Regions from separate parts of the Sus scrofa genome. Here region 2 is linked to region 1. The links are chromatin contacts, called in public HiChIP or PLAC-seq maps. All regions are on one chromosome and are shown on one strand. The core of a region is the stretch at or near the end of the contact, and the rest is flanking DNA. Distances in the headings are between cores, read along the strand shown.

Region 1 (6,053 bases), core at 961-3,460:
CTTTATGTATAAAAACATTAATGTTTCAGGTACCTTAAGTTCAGCATTACTCTCTGCATTTTTAAGCATGTGCAATAAAAATTCAGCACTCTTTTTGGGCCACCGACCCTGTGTCCAGCCCCACTGTTTGGCCTAAAAATCAAACAAACAAAAAGAAAAGCAGAGACTATTAGCCACTTCCCGCAACTTAAATCAATGTTACAAGATGATTTTAACTGACATCAAGGTTGCTCAGGACATGGTTTTTTTCATGGTTAATCCAAAGGTGTCCTAAGATTTGTCATCACAGCAACCAGAAAGAGATAAAAGACACTTTCCTTTTACAATTTGTCTTTTAAAATGGCAGCTATGAATTCTCACCTGGGCACACCTACCGACTCCACCATTGTAACGACGGAATGGCACACATTGCTTCTGTAGAGTGACGTCTTTCAGATACTTGGTGGCTTTTCGAATATGCATACCCTTAATGGCCTGGGCAGTTTCACGAGTGTTCTAAATACAAATAATATAAGCTGTGAGTTAACCATAATCACAATTTTAAAACATGAAATTCTAAGATTTTCAAAATGTCAACATTGCCAACACCTACAACTTTTCCATGTTATATAATAAAATTCTGTGATCAATACAATGAAATATTACAATATAACGAAATAATGCAATTAAAAATTCTGTGATCAAGAGCTAAGGGGAGTTCCCGTCGTGGCGCAGTGGTTAACGAATCTGACTAGGAACCATGAGGTTGCAGGTTCGATCCCTGGCCTTGCTCAGTGGGTTAAGGATCCGGCGTTGCTGTGAGCTGTGGGGTCACAGCTCCGATTCGACCCCTAGCCTGGGAACCTCCATATGCTGCGGAAGCAGCCCTAGAAGAGACAAAAAGACAAAAAGACAAAAAGACAAAAAAAAAAAAAAAGCTAAGGAAGCTTGGTTTGAAGGTGGAGTCAATCACCTATGCCCTACACTGTCATCCTGTCATCTACAATGTTCCATACCTTCATCTGTACACTAGGTTCCCAAGCAGTTCTTTGGCACTTTTTCCTAATTCTGCAAATGCTAAAGCAACACACTCCTTACATGTATATGTACCAAAAGGTAGCTGCTCAGAATCAATTTATTTTCATGGTAAATCCAAAGGTGTCCTAAGAAACACATCACTGCAGCTACCTTTTCACAATGGTGACAACACTCACTAGAACTCATGGAACAACTCTTGTAGAGTATAGCTGTGGATTCACATACCTTAAAGTGAACACGAAGATTTGAACCTCTTGATTTGCATGCTAAAATACACAGAAAAAATTTGTGTTAATTTTGGGTGTCCTGTAGCCTATTACTCCAAAATAAAAAATGTTTCTTTTCTTGTTCACTTACATTTTGTGGGGTTTTCTGGGTCGAGTGAATAGCGAACCATTTTTAGAGGTCACCTGGAAGCGAGCAAACATAATGCTATCAATACATATTGTAACTCATACTTTATATATGGACCCAACGCAGGCAGCTGCTCAGAGAATAGTTGCCATGACTAATCCAAAGGTGTCCAAGGAAATGCCAGTATCGCAGCCACCCTTTCTATCCAGCGTTCCATCCCCTTTGCAACTACGCTAACTACAGCAGTGCTGACACGGAGCTCAGCAGCCCTCTTTAACCCTCAAGAAGATACCGTGTGTTCCAATCCAAATCTGGATCCTTCAGGCCAAAATAACTCAATCCAACTACAACCCCCTACACGCTCCCTCTATATCTTTCCACTTTCGAGGCTCTAACCCACGTTCAGTGCCACTGAATGTGAAACACACCCAATAACTAAACAAAGCCGCGACTCGAATTGACCTTATTTCCCCAGATCTCTCCGTTCAGTCCCAAACGCCCTTCATTAGCGGCCACCACTTACCGCGAGACACTGGACCTCAGGAGTCAGCACCGACCACAAACTGCCTGTACCTCTGCCACCCCCATTCCCGCGCATCTCGCCCCTCTGCCGGCGGCAGAGGCCGGACAGCATCAGGGAGTCAAGCTGTTAACTCCGAAACGTCCCCCCAGCACGGAGGAACACCATCACTAGTTAAGAATCAGTAACCACGAAGGTCCTGTCCCCAAGAATTTCGAAATCGGTGCAGCCAAGGTCAGGATGGCAGCGATAACCGGAGGATTCACCACTCGCGAAGAAAAGACGAAGACACACTCACCTCAGGCCGCTTACTGGAAAAGAAAGACCGGAGGCTCATGGGAGAACTCAAGAGAACTCGACATCTCGCGATATTTCCAGTCAAAGGAACGAGATTTGAAGAGGGGAGGAGGGCGGAGGAAAAAGGGAGTGTGGAGTATGTTGACGAATTTCCTCCTTAGGAACTGTCTCAAAATTCTCCTTTTTTTTTGTATACAGAAAGAAAGTCATGGATTTTAAATATCAATGAATTAAAAACGTGTTTGTAATTCTAGGACAGAACCATGTATTATTAGGTATAGATGAGACATTTATTCGTCAACGTTTGTTAGTTTTGATTATGTAATTATGTGAAAGCGGTTTATAAATCGACAGTTAATAAGACACACACACAAAAAGAAGATGCAAATGCTGAGATGTAGTTATGGTAATAAGAAAATTCTCAGTATAAGAATATCACCCAATCAATTGTACAGCAAGCCATGTGAAGGATGTACTAACTGAAGGGATGTGCAATTTGTAGATCCACATCTGAGAAAGAATGTCCCTTCCTTGGAAACAAAATGCCAAGAGGAATTTTCTTCCTCACCTAGCTCTTCTTCTGGTTTATTCCCTTAGATTTATGGTAACAGTTAGCTTTAGGTCTTCTTTTTACAGCCTTAATGAATTTCTTGTAAAATGTAAATGAACTCTTTAAATTGTATTTTATATGTATTTACTTCAATCTGTTGTCTAATTCTTTTTTTTTTTTTTTTTTTTTTGTCTTTTTTTTGGCATTTCTTGGGCCACTACCGCGGCATATGGAGGTTCCCAGGTTAGGGGTCGAATCGGAGCTGTGGCCACCAGTCTATGCCAGAGCCACAGCAACGCAGGATCCGAGCTGCATCTGCGGCCTACACCACAGCTCATGGCAACGCCGGATCTTTAACCCACTGAGCAAGGCCAGGGATCGAACCCACAACCTCATGGTTCCTAGTCAGATTTGTTAACCACTGCACCACGACGGGAACTCCCTCTGTTGTCTAATTCTTTATTCATTTTATTTATGTCTAGAAATCTTAGTTATTAAGACAATGGTGAGGAGTTCCCATCGTAGCTCAATGGTTAAGGAACCTGATTAGTATCCATGAGGACATGGGTTCGATCCCTGGCCCCGCTCATTGGGTTAAGGATTTGGCTTTGTCATGAGCTGTGGTGTAGGTCGCAGACACTGCTCAGATCCTGTGTTGCTGTGGCTGTGGCGTAGGCTAGCAGCTACAGCTCTGATTGGACCCCTAGCTTGGGAACCTCCATATGCCACAGGTGTGGCCCTAAAAAGACAAAAAGACAGACAAAAAGACAAAAAAAAAAAAAAAGAAAAAAATAGTGAAATACAAATACAGTCATCCTTAGCAATCTGCTTACTTGTTCTTTAATCCATTCAAAGAACATTCATTGAACACATATTCCTGACTTTGTGCTAAATGCTATGCTCTAATGGGCACTAGGGAAGTCCCAGATCTAGGGAACCCACAGTCTTAGAATGAGGGTAGGGACAGAGAGGTAGGGAACTAAGAAGTGAATGGCCAATTAGGATACTTTGGTGTGAAATTGCTAGAGTGAGCACTTGGAGTAGAAAAGCATCCCTTGAGTAGATGACTTGGCAGCTACACCATGAATGACCAGAAGGAGAGAGCTGGCCATGACAATAAGAGAAAAAGAATTATTATTATTGCCAGCAAGGTAATTCTGTTCTGGAGGAGTTCCCTTCTTGGCTCAGTGGTTAACAAACACTACTAGGATCCATGAGGATGCAGGTTTGATCCCCAGCCTCTCTCAGTGGGTTAAAGATCTGGCATTGCCTGGAGCTGTGGTTTAGGTCTCAGATGCAGCTCGGATCCTGCAGTGCTGTGACTGTGGCATAGGATGGGCAGCTGTAGCTCCAATTTGATTCTTAGCCTGGGAATTTCTATAGGCTGTGGGTACAGCCCTAAAAAAAAAGAAAGAAAAGTCTGCTCTGGGAACTGCAAGTGTTCGGATTCCTTTTGGACATGGTGGGGAGAGATAAGGGGGATTGGTGAACCTGATCTTGAAGGAAACTATTTGGCAAGAAGTTTTAAATTTATCCTAAGGTCAGTGGGGGATTTTTGAAAGTGTTCAAATGCTTGGAGGATGGGGGAGGTGACCTGGTCAGATTCACTTTTGAAAAGATCACTCTGCAGGGAGATATTTGAGATGCCTCAGGGCAAGACCAGAGGCTGGCAAAAGATGGTGGTGGCCTGAACTGGTTGGATTCGGTTTAATTTTTTTTTGGCAAAGAGAATGTAGAGTGTTGGATGAATTCAAGATATTTACATTAAGTCATATGATATCATGACTGTAGGCTGTAAAATTTGGTACCTTTGTAACCTCACCAATCTTTTCTGCTCATCTTATCCTCAACTGCTGCCAACATCTTCTCACTGAGCCTGTAACACAGTCTTCTACCTCTTTCAGTACAGGCTCTGAGATATTGTGAATTTGGTTCCAGAGCACTATAATAATACTAGTCACTCAATTTTTTGGTTTTCCAGTGCATATAAAAATTTATGTTTGGGAGTTCCTGTTGTCGCTCAGTGGACTAAGAACCTGCTAGTATCCATGAACATGTAGGTTCAAACCCTGGCCTCGCTCAGTGGGTTAATGATCCTGTGTTGCCACAAGCTGCAGTGTAGGTCACAGATGCAGCTGGGATCAAGCATTGCTGTGGCTGTGGCGTAGGCCAGCAGCTGCAGTTTCAATTCAACCCCTAGCTTGGGAACTTACATATGCTGCAAAGTGTGACCTTAAAAAAAAAAATTTTTTTTTGTTTACATGATACTGTAGTCTATTTAGTGTGCAATAGCATTGCATATGTCTAAAATAAGTACAGTACCTTAATTTAAAAATACTTTATTGCTAAAAAAAAATGCTAACCATCATCTGAGCCTTCAGCGAAGTCTGAACTTTTTGCTGGAGGAGGGTCTTGCCTCCAGGTTCATGGTTTCTGATGAATCAGGGTGGTGGTTGCTTGAATGTTGGGACAGCTGTGGCAACTTCTTTATTTTGTTTTGTTATGTCTTTTTTAGGGTCAAACCCAAGGCATATGGAAGTTCCCAGGCTAGGGGTCTAATTGGAGCAACAGCTACTGGCCTATACCACAGCCACAGCAACGCAGGGTCTGAGCCACATTTGAGACCTACACCACAGCTCATGGCAGTGCCAGATCCTTAACCCACTGCGTGAGGTCAGGGGTCGAACCAGGGTCCTTATGTTAGGTTAAAAACCTACTGAGCCACTGTGGAACTCCTACATTTTTAAATAGGACTTGTGTAAAAAAGAATTTTCCTTCTTTCCACTCTGAAATGTACTTCACTCAGGAAAGGCAGGATAAAACTTAATTTCCCCTATATTTATTGACTTTCAGAAAAATAAGTTGGTTCCCTACTGCCAAAAATGGTTGATTTAGATTTTTATAAATCAGCTTTATTGAGGTTTACTTTATATACAATACAATTCTCCCAGGAGTTTTCTTTTGGTGCAGTGGGTAAAGAATCCGGCGTTGTCACTGCAGCAGCTTGGGTTACTGCTGTTCAGTCCCTGCCATAGGAACTTCCACATGCTGTAGGTGAGACAACAACAACAACAACAACAACAACAACAAAACCGCATTCCCCCAGTTTTTAACATGGAATTTTATTAAGTTTTGACAGATATATATGGTCATAGAACCATCACCACAATAATGTAGAACACTTTCAGCATTCCTCAAATTCCCTCATATCTCTGTGTTTTTTTGTTTTGTTTTGTTTTTTAAAAAAGGTAACAGGCCCAAAATGGAGTCACTTGTATTAGGCCCCAGGTCAGCACACCAAAATTTAGTACCTAA
Region 2 (6,053 bases), core at 1,422-3,921, 890 kb after region 1:
GAATCTCAGGACTGGCCCTGACCGCCCTGCCCGCATGCCCCGCCCGCCCTGGGGGGCTGGACTCACCGAGGAAGGGAAGTACTTGTACGATTCCTGTGCCGGCAGGAGGAAGGCCCAGGTCAGCCCCAGGTGGATGGAGGGTGGCCCTGCCCTTACCCTTTCCACAAGTGCTTGACCCCACCAACTCCCTAAACACACCTGCCCCCCCATCACTAGGACATGCTCAGCCCTGCCCCACCTGCCTTGACATGCTTGACCACCTGGAAACATCTGGTCCTACCCTGCCCAGCTGAGGTTGGGGGCTCCCCTGCTAGCCCAGCACACCTGGTTGCACCCCATTCATCAGGACAGGCCGGGCTCCTCCCCAGCTATCTGTATACAATTATGCCCCACCCCACCCAGCCCACCCGCCCTAGCCTTAATCATCTCTTTCTGAAGACAATGGCCCCCCCAGACCCTGCCCAGCCCTGCCCATGCTCACCCGGGCCCGAAGCTGGCACTGACGCAGCCGGCACTTCTGCCGGATCTTGTTGGGACCCCCGAACTTTTTCATGTCTCGGCAGAAGTCACAGTGGCCACAGTCCTCAGTGCGCCGGCAGGCCTCACACTCGCCACACATGCGGGCTGACCGTTTGATCTGCTGTTGTTGCTGCTGCTGCTGCTGCTGCTGGTGATGCTAGGACGAGGTGCCCAGAACAGAAATTAGGAACCAGAGCAGGGCCTGAGATAGGATCCCCTCACCTATTCCAGACATCAAAGCCACTCACCTGGCTGGGTGGGGCCACCAGGGGCTGTGGAGAGGATTTGTGGGGCGAGGCGGAGCCCCGGGCAAGCATGGCCCCAACCCCTGTCCCCGTCCCTGCCCGGCGCTGCAGGTCCGCTTCCGGGACAGGCCTCTTGCGCCCTCCACCCTCGTCCCGGGGCTCACTGCCATCTCGCTCGTTACTGTCCCGCTCCCGTGACTTCTTGTGCCGATAGCGGATCTCCAGCTTGGGATCCTTCTCTGTGGGACAGAGGATACAGCCAGCATGTGTTGGCACTGGGAGATATGGATGGTCCCAGAAGTCTTTCTTCCCCTTCTCTCCTCTTCTGTCCCACCCACCTGCTCTGTCTTCATACCCCCAGAAGAGCTGCCCCTGCCAGTGGGACTTTCTATCACAGCTCACAATGAAGCCTCCGTTCCAGCTCAGCACAACCAATAATCACTCTGTCCCCAGACACATATCACCGCTCCCCAGGACTCACCTTCCCATAAAGGCTCCTCCTCCTCCCTCGAAGCCCCACTTGCCTGCCCTGTCCATTCCACTCCCTCACCTCGGCACTCGCGACAATACCACTCCCGGATGGCCTTGGCCATCTTCTCAGTGATCCGGATGCAGTCCCCATGAAACCACTCATTGCAGTTGTCACACCCGCTGCAGAAAACAGGGTGAGTGATGGAGATGTGAGGGGTCCTGCCCCATCGGCCTCCCCGCAACCTGGCCAGGTGTCAATCCTGCCCACCTCTCCCCCAGCTCACATCATGAAGCAGTTGATGTCTGGTTTGCGGCAGATGCAGTAGATGGGCGCATTCTCCCCATTCTCTGACTTGCTGTCCTCCCCAGCATCTGGAGGTTCTGGGTCTGAAGCATCCCCCTCCTGTGGGATATCCCCACCATGGCTTCTTAGAGAACCCCCATCATGGCACCTCATCCCTCCAGTACAGTTCCATCAAGGTTCACCACAGACCCCAACACTCTGCCAATAGTCTCATCATGGCTCCTCATCAACCTCTCCACCATAGTCCCCACAGATCACCCCCATGACTCACTTCTGACACCCACTACTCTGCCCCAGACTTCCAATCACTCATCCCACTGATAGCCCATTACTCCACTCTCCCACTCTTGACGGCTAGTTACAAACAACCTACCACTCACCATATTTTGCCCTCCGACATGGCTCCCCACAAATCCCCACCACAGGGTCTCACAGACACCATATGATTTATTCCTCAGCCTTCCCACCTGGGTTCCCCTCAGATGCCCGGTTATTAACCTCGGAGACAGCCCCGCCCCCTGGGTCCCTCCACACGGACTCACACTGCTCACTCCAGACTGCCCAAGACAACTCTTCGCAAGCTTATCATCACTCCGCACAAAGAATCCCCCATCCGGACCCCCAAGGAACTACCACCACGGATCCCCCCTAAACTTCCATTACGGACCCTCATCACAGAACTCCCATGTGGCTTACGCATAAATAAAAAATCTGACCATCAGCCCCCCATCATTCTACCCACAGACTCCTGTTAAGGCTTACCACGGGCCCCCTCCATTCTGCCCAGAGACTCTTCTTACGGTTCACCAAAGACCCCCTATGCGTTTGCCCATGGAACCCGCCGCTTCCAACCCCACTGACCTCGACCGCCGACCCATCCTGGGACCTCGCACTCACCATTTCTCCGCTCCTGGCGAAGCCCCTCACAAACCCCGCCAGAGACCCGCGAACCTACACAGACCGCTCGGCGGCGTCCGCGGCCGTTGCAAAGGCGCCCACAAGCACTTCCGCTTTTAGACGCGCCTCCCAAGCAAGGTACTCCTATTGCGCAGGCCCAGTGCGTCCGCTCCGCGACAAACAAGCAAGTAGCACGCCTAAAAGCCCGGACTGTCTCTCAGGCGCCGCCATCTTGACTACTGAGACCGTACGGTGGCCGCGTCCATAAGTTCGCAAGCAACATGGCCACGCCTATATTTCGCTCTACCGAGGGCGCCGCCACCTTGTCTGCGGGTCCTGTCCGTACAGGACTGTTTGTACGGCCCAGACGTTTAGGCAATATGGTCGCGCCTACTGAGCGATTTCCAAGCAGACGCCGTCATCTTGAAATCCGATTCCGTAAGGTGGCAGAGTCCCTCCGTTCATAGGCAACACATGGCAGCGTCCTAAACGGCTTCTGAGAGGGCGCCGCCATCTTGGCGGTCGATTACGATGCCAGCAGCTGGTACTGTCTAGATGTTCGCAGGCGAAGGGGCAGCTTTGGCAACGTTACCCGATTGAGACGCTCTTATTCAGTCATTTTTCCCTTCCACATGTATTTTAATAATGGGCTCCAGGCATGCTGTGCTTTGCTTTGGGAAGGAAATCAGTCCTGTTGTTACGCCTCCCATATCACCTCTGATGGAAGAAAATTTCGCATATTGGGGACTAATGAAGCCAGCCGGGCTTATACCTGATTTGTCCTGAACTTTATGTGAACTAGAACAGTCAAACATACCTTGTATTTTGCTTTAACCATTATATAAAGAATGTCCACTTTTACAGTAGGGAGAAATGCCTCCCTTCCTATGACACCAATGCTAGATCTTCTTGGAGATTAAAGTACCTGTTCCAGATGTCAAGGTAACGCTCGCTGTCTGTCTATATGCTAATTTGTAACTAGGGTCTGTTGAAACCTTGAAGAAAGGTACCCCTGTCGTGTTTGATGTATTCTCTTTGTTCTGACAGGGTATGAAACTGTGCTGAAAACCATGCTTCTCTGGAGCCCTTACTTCCTTGGTGGAGGCTGCACTCCTGCCCCAGTCCGCAGCTTGGCTCAAATAAAACTCTCTTCAGCGTTCCCTGCTGGCTCAGAGGGTTAAGGATCTGGTGTTGTCACAGCAGCTGCCCTGAGTCGCTGTAGCGGCACAGATTCACTCCCTGGCCAGGGAACTTCCACGTGCCACAATCATAACAACAGCTCTTCTGTTCCTTAGTATAGTTTATTGATTATCTCTGTTGACTCTTCCCACCACTCTTTCCAGCTGTCACTCCTCCTATCAGATGTTAGCCAGGCTTAGCAAGATTAAGCCTCTGGGCCTCTGCAGCAGCCCTCATCCCTCAGAATTAGTCCAGAGAAACCACAGACTGGCAGTAAATGATGATGACCTGACCATGTGTGGTGAGAATGGATGGACCAAAAATTTTAAAGGCTTCATCAAGTCTTCCCCTGACCCTGTGTGACCAGACACAATGAGTTTGTCACTTGGGGTGCTTCACTGATGAACACACCAAGAACTTTCAGTTAAACCGGAAGCATTTATTTCTTATTACTTATGACAAGTAAGGAGACAGGAGATAGCCCTCAAAGCTCTGTCTCCATGGGGGATTTTTAAGCCTAGGAGTAGGCATGATCCTTGTAATAGGCAGAGGTTGCTCTAGGTTGCCCAAAGCTTCAAGCAAGTCTGTTCTTGATTACTTGTTCTCACTGTAGTATCTTGTTTACTAGAATGCATCCTAGCCTTCTTGGAACATCTGGTGTCTGGAACTTTCTGAAACTTAATGGTTAGTTTCTGCAAACCAAACACACTTGGGTTTAACTCTATCCTTTCCCTACTGCTGCATAGCTAACACTGGTGACCACCAGAGTGTAGATTTGCCCAATTCCTGGTGATGTCCACTTCAGTTCTCTTGTTTCATATATGATACAGTGTTCTCTCCTATAAAGTTAATTTTTAATTTTTTAAAAAATGGAAGTGTGTATAATAAAAAAAATCTGCAGATCAGAGAGCTAGGCATCTCCTCAGGGTAATGATGTAATGATCTAACCTGGGCAACCATGGAAATCAAGTGAGATTAAAAAAATGTCAGTACACCCTCCCCTTACCCCACCACTGGATGGGAAAGTTGTGGTCATTGTAAATGGCCACATGTTCACATTCAAAGTCAAAAGTGACTTTGTTGGTTTTGGGTTGAGGAGAGAGAGGTCTGGGAAAAATTAGATTTTTTTTAAGCTTGGCTGAGAATTTTTTTTCTGGATTTCTTGACTCTGGACATAGTAACTTACAGCAACTTGTTTGGTACTCATTTAGATCTGATTTTTTTTCACCTTTCCTAAGAGTTTTTACTTGTGGTCCCCTCAACACAGTCGCAGACACAAAGACACAGGGGCTACAACATGGGTATCTGTGACCCTCTCCTCCTCCCAAAACGGGTTTTTAACCCACTAAACAGAGACTTTCACATCCAGCATAAGACTTGCCTTATTTTTATGTATTAACATTGAATTAATCTTAATTGATTGTAACTTAATTAATATCATTTAATTTTTAATTTAGTTTTTCATTTAATGTATTAACATTTGTATAATTGAATATGTGTTGGAAGGTACTTAGATAAATTTATTTATTTATTTGGCCACAGACATGGCATGTGGAAGTTCCCAGGTCAGGGATTAAACACACGCCGCTGCAGTGACAACACCAATCCTTAACCCACTACACCATAAGAAAACTCTCAAGATAAATTTACTTTAACATCAATTAATGAATATTATATAATTTAATTTTAACTTAATTACAATTTGTTGTATGAAAGTAAGCTTAAGGGAATATTGTTAGAACAGCGGGGGGAAAAAGGAGGCAATGAGATTGCAAGCAGGGTTTATTGACCAACAGAGCAGTCGGGAGCTCTGACTAGCAAGACTCAGAGAGTGCTGGGTTTTTTATAGACAAGGGTTGTTTTGTTGAGCCATGTAGTCTTTGGCCTTGGGGCTATCTTTGTCTTTGGGAGTTCATTTGTTACATGGGCCTGTTCAATAAGAAGGAGGCTGCAAGTCTGGATTTGGCTGGGTTTTGCTGATTTTTTTGTTCTTTTAGGCCTTGTTTCATTTCCCACATAAGATTCCTCCCTGTTCTTAATAGGAAAATGGGTGATGTTCTTTTCTTCTGTAGCTTCTTCCTGTTGTCACTTAGGGGGTGGAGGAGATGCAAGGAATTTGGTGGTACCTGTAGGTCCTTAAGGCCAGCATGGAGTTGACCCATTTGTCTGTGATCGATTCAATGGTTTTCTGTAAAAAAGAAAATATATGAAACAGAGGTGTCCACCTATTAGGAGAAGAAAAATAAAGACGAGATTTGTAGGAAAAGGATCTAGCCAGGAGAGTAGGGAGGAGGTAGAAGGCCAGAAATTTTGAGTTCCTTGTTGCTGGAACCAAATTGCTTGTTTTCTTAAACGTTTTATGTCTTCTCTGACTAGTCCTGACATATTTTTATAAAAGCAGCAACTTTCTTTTAAGGCTTCACAAATCCCACCTTCTT

The links. HiChIP or PLAC-seq counts read pairs in DNA pulled down with a chosen protein or histone mark.
Region 2: a contact with region 1 is called in an H3K27ac HiChIP or PLAC-seq map of alveolar macrophages. The contact joins the promoter of CXXC1 here to the promoter of RPL17 in region 1. A contact is called at or near these places in 1 of 5 promoter capture datasets (liver) and 1 of 2 datasets of contacts at active chromatin or transcription factors (alveolar macrophages).

Annotation. Positions count from the first base shown.
Region 1 is chr1:99,046,196-99,052,248 of Sscrofa11.1, forward strand. RPL17 (ribosomal protein L17) reads right to left here and starts at 2,211. Exons shown (of 7, transcript NM_001244558.1): 1 at 2,190-2,211; 2 at 1,375-1,427; 3 at 1,243-1,283; 4 at 361-495; 5 at 34-132. The coding sequence starts at 1,414.
Region 2 is chr1:99,937,454-99,943,506 of Sscrofa11.1, forward strand. CXXC1 (CXXC-type zinc finger protein 1) reads right to left here and starts at 2,672. Exons shown (of 15, transcript XM_003121437.4): 1 at 2,437-2,672; 2 at 1,520-1,638; 3 at 1,315-1,415; 4 at 768-1,003; 5 at 482-676; 6 at 67-93. The coding sequence starts at 2,439.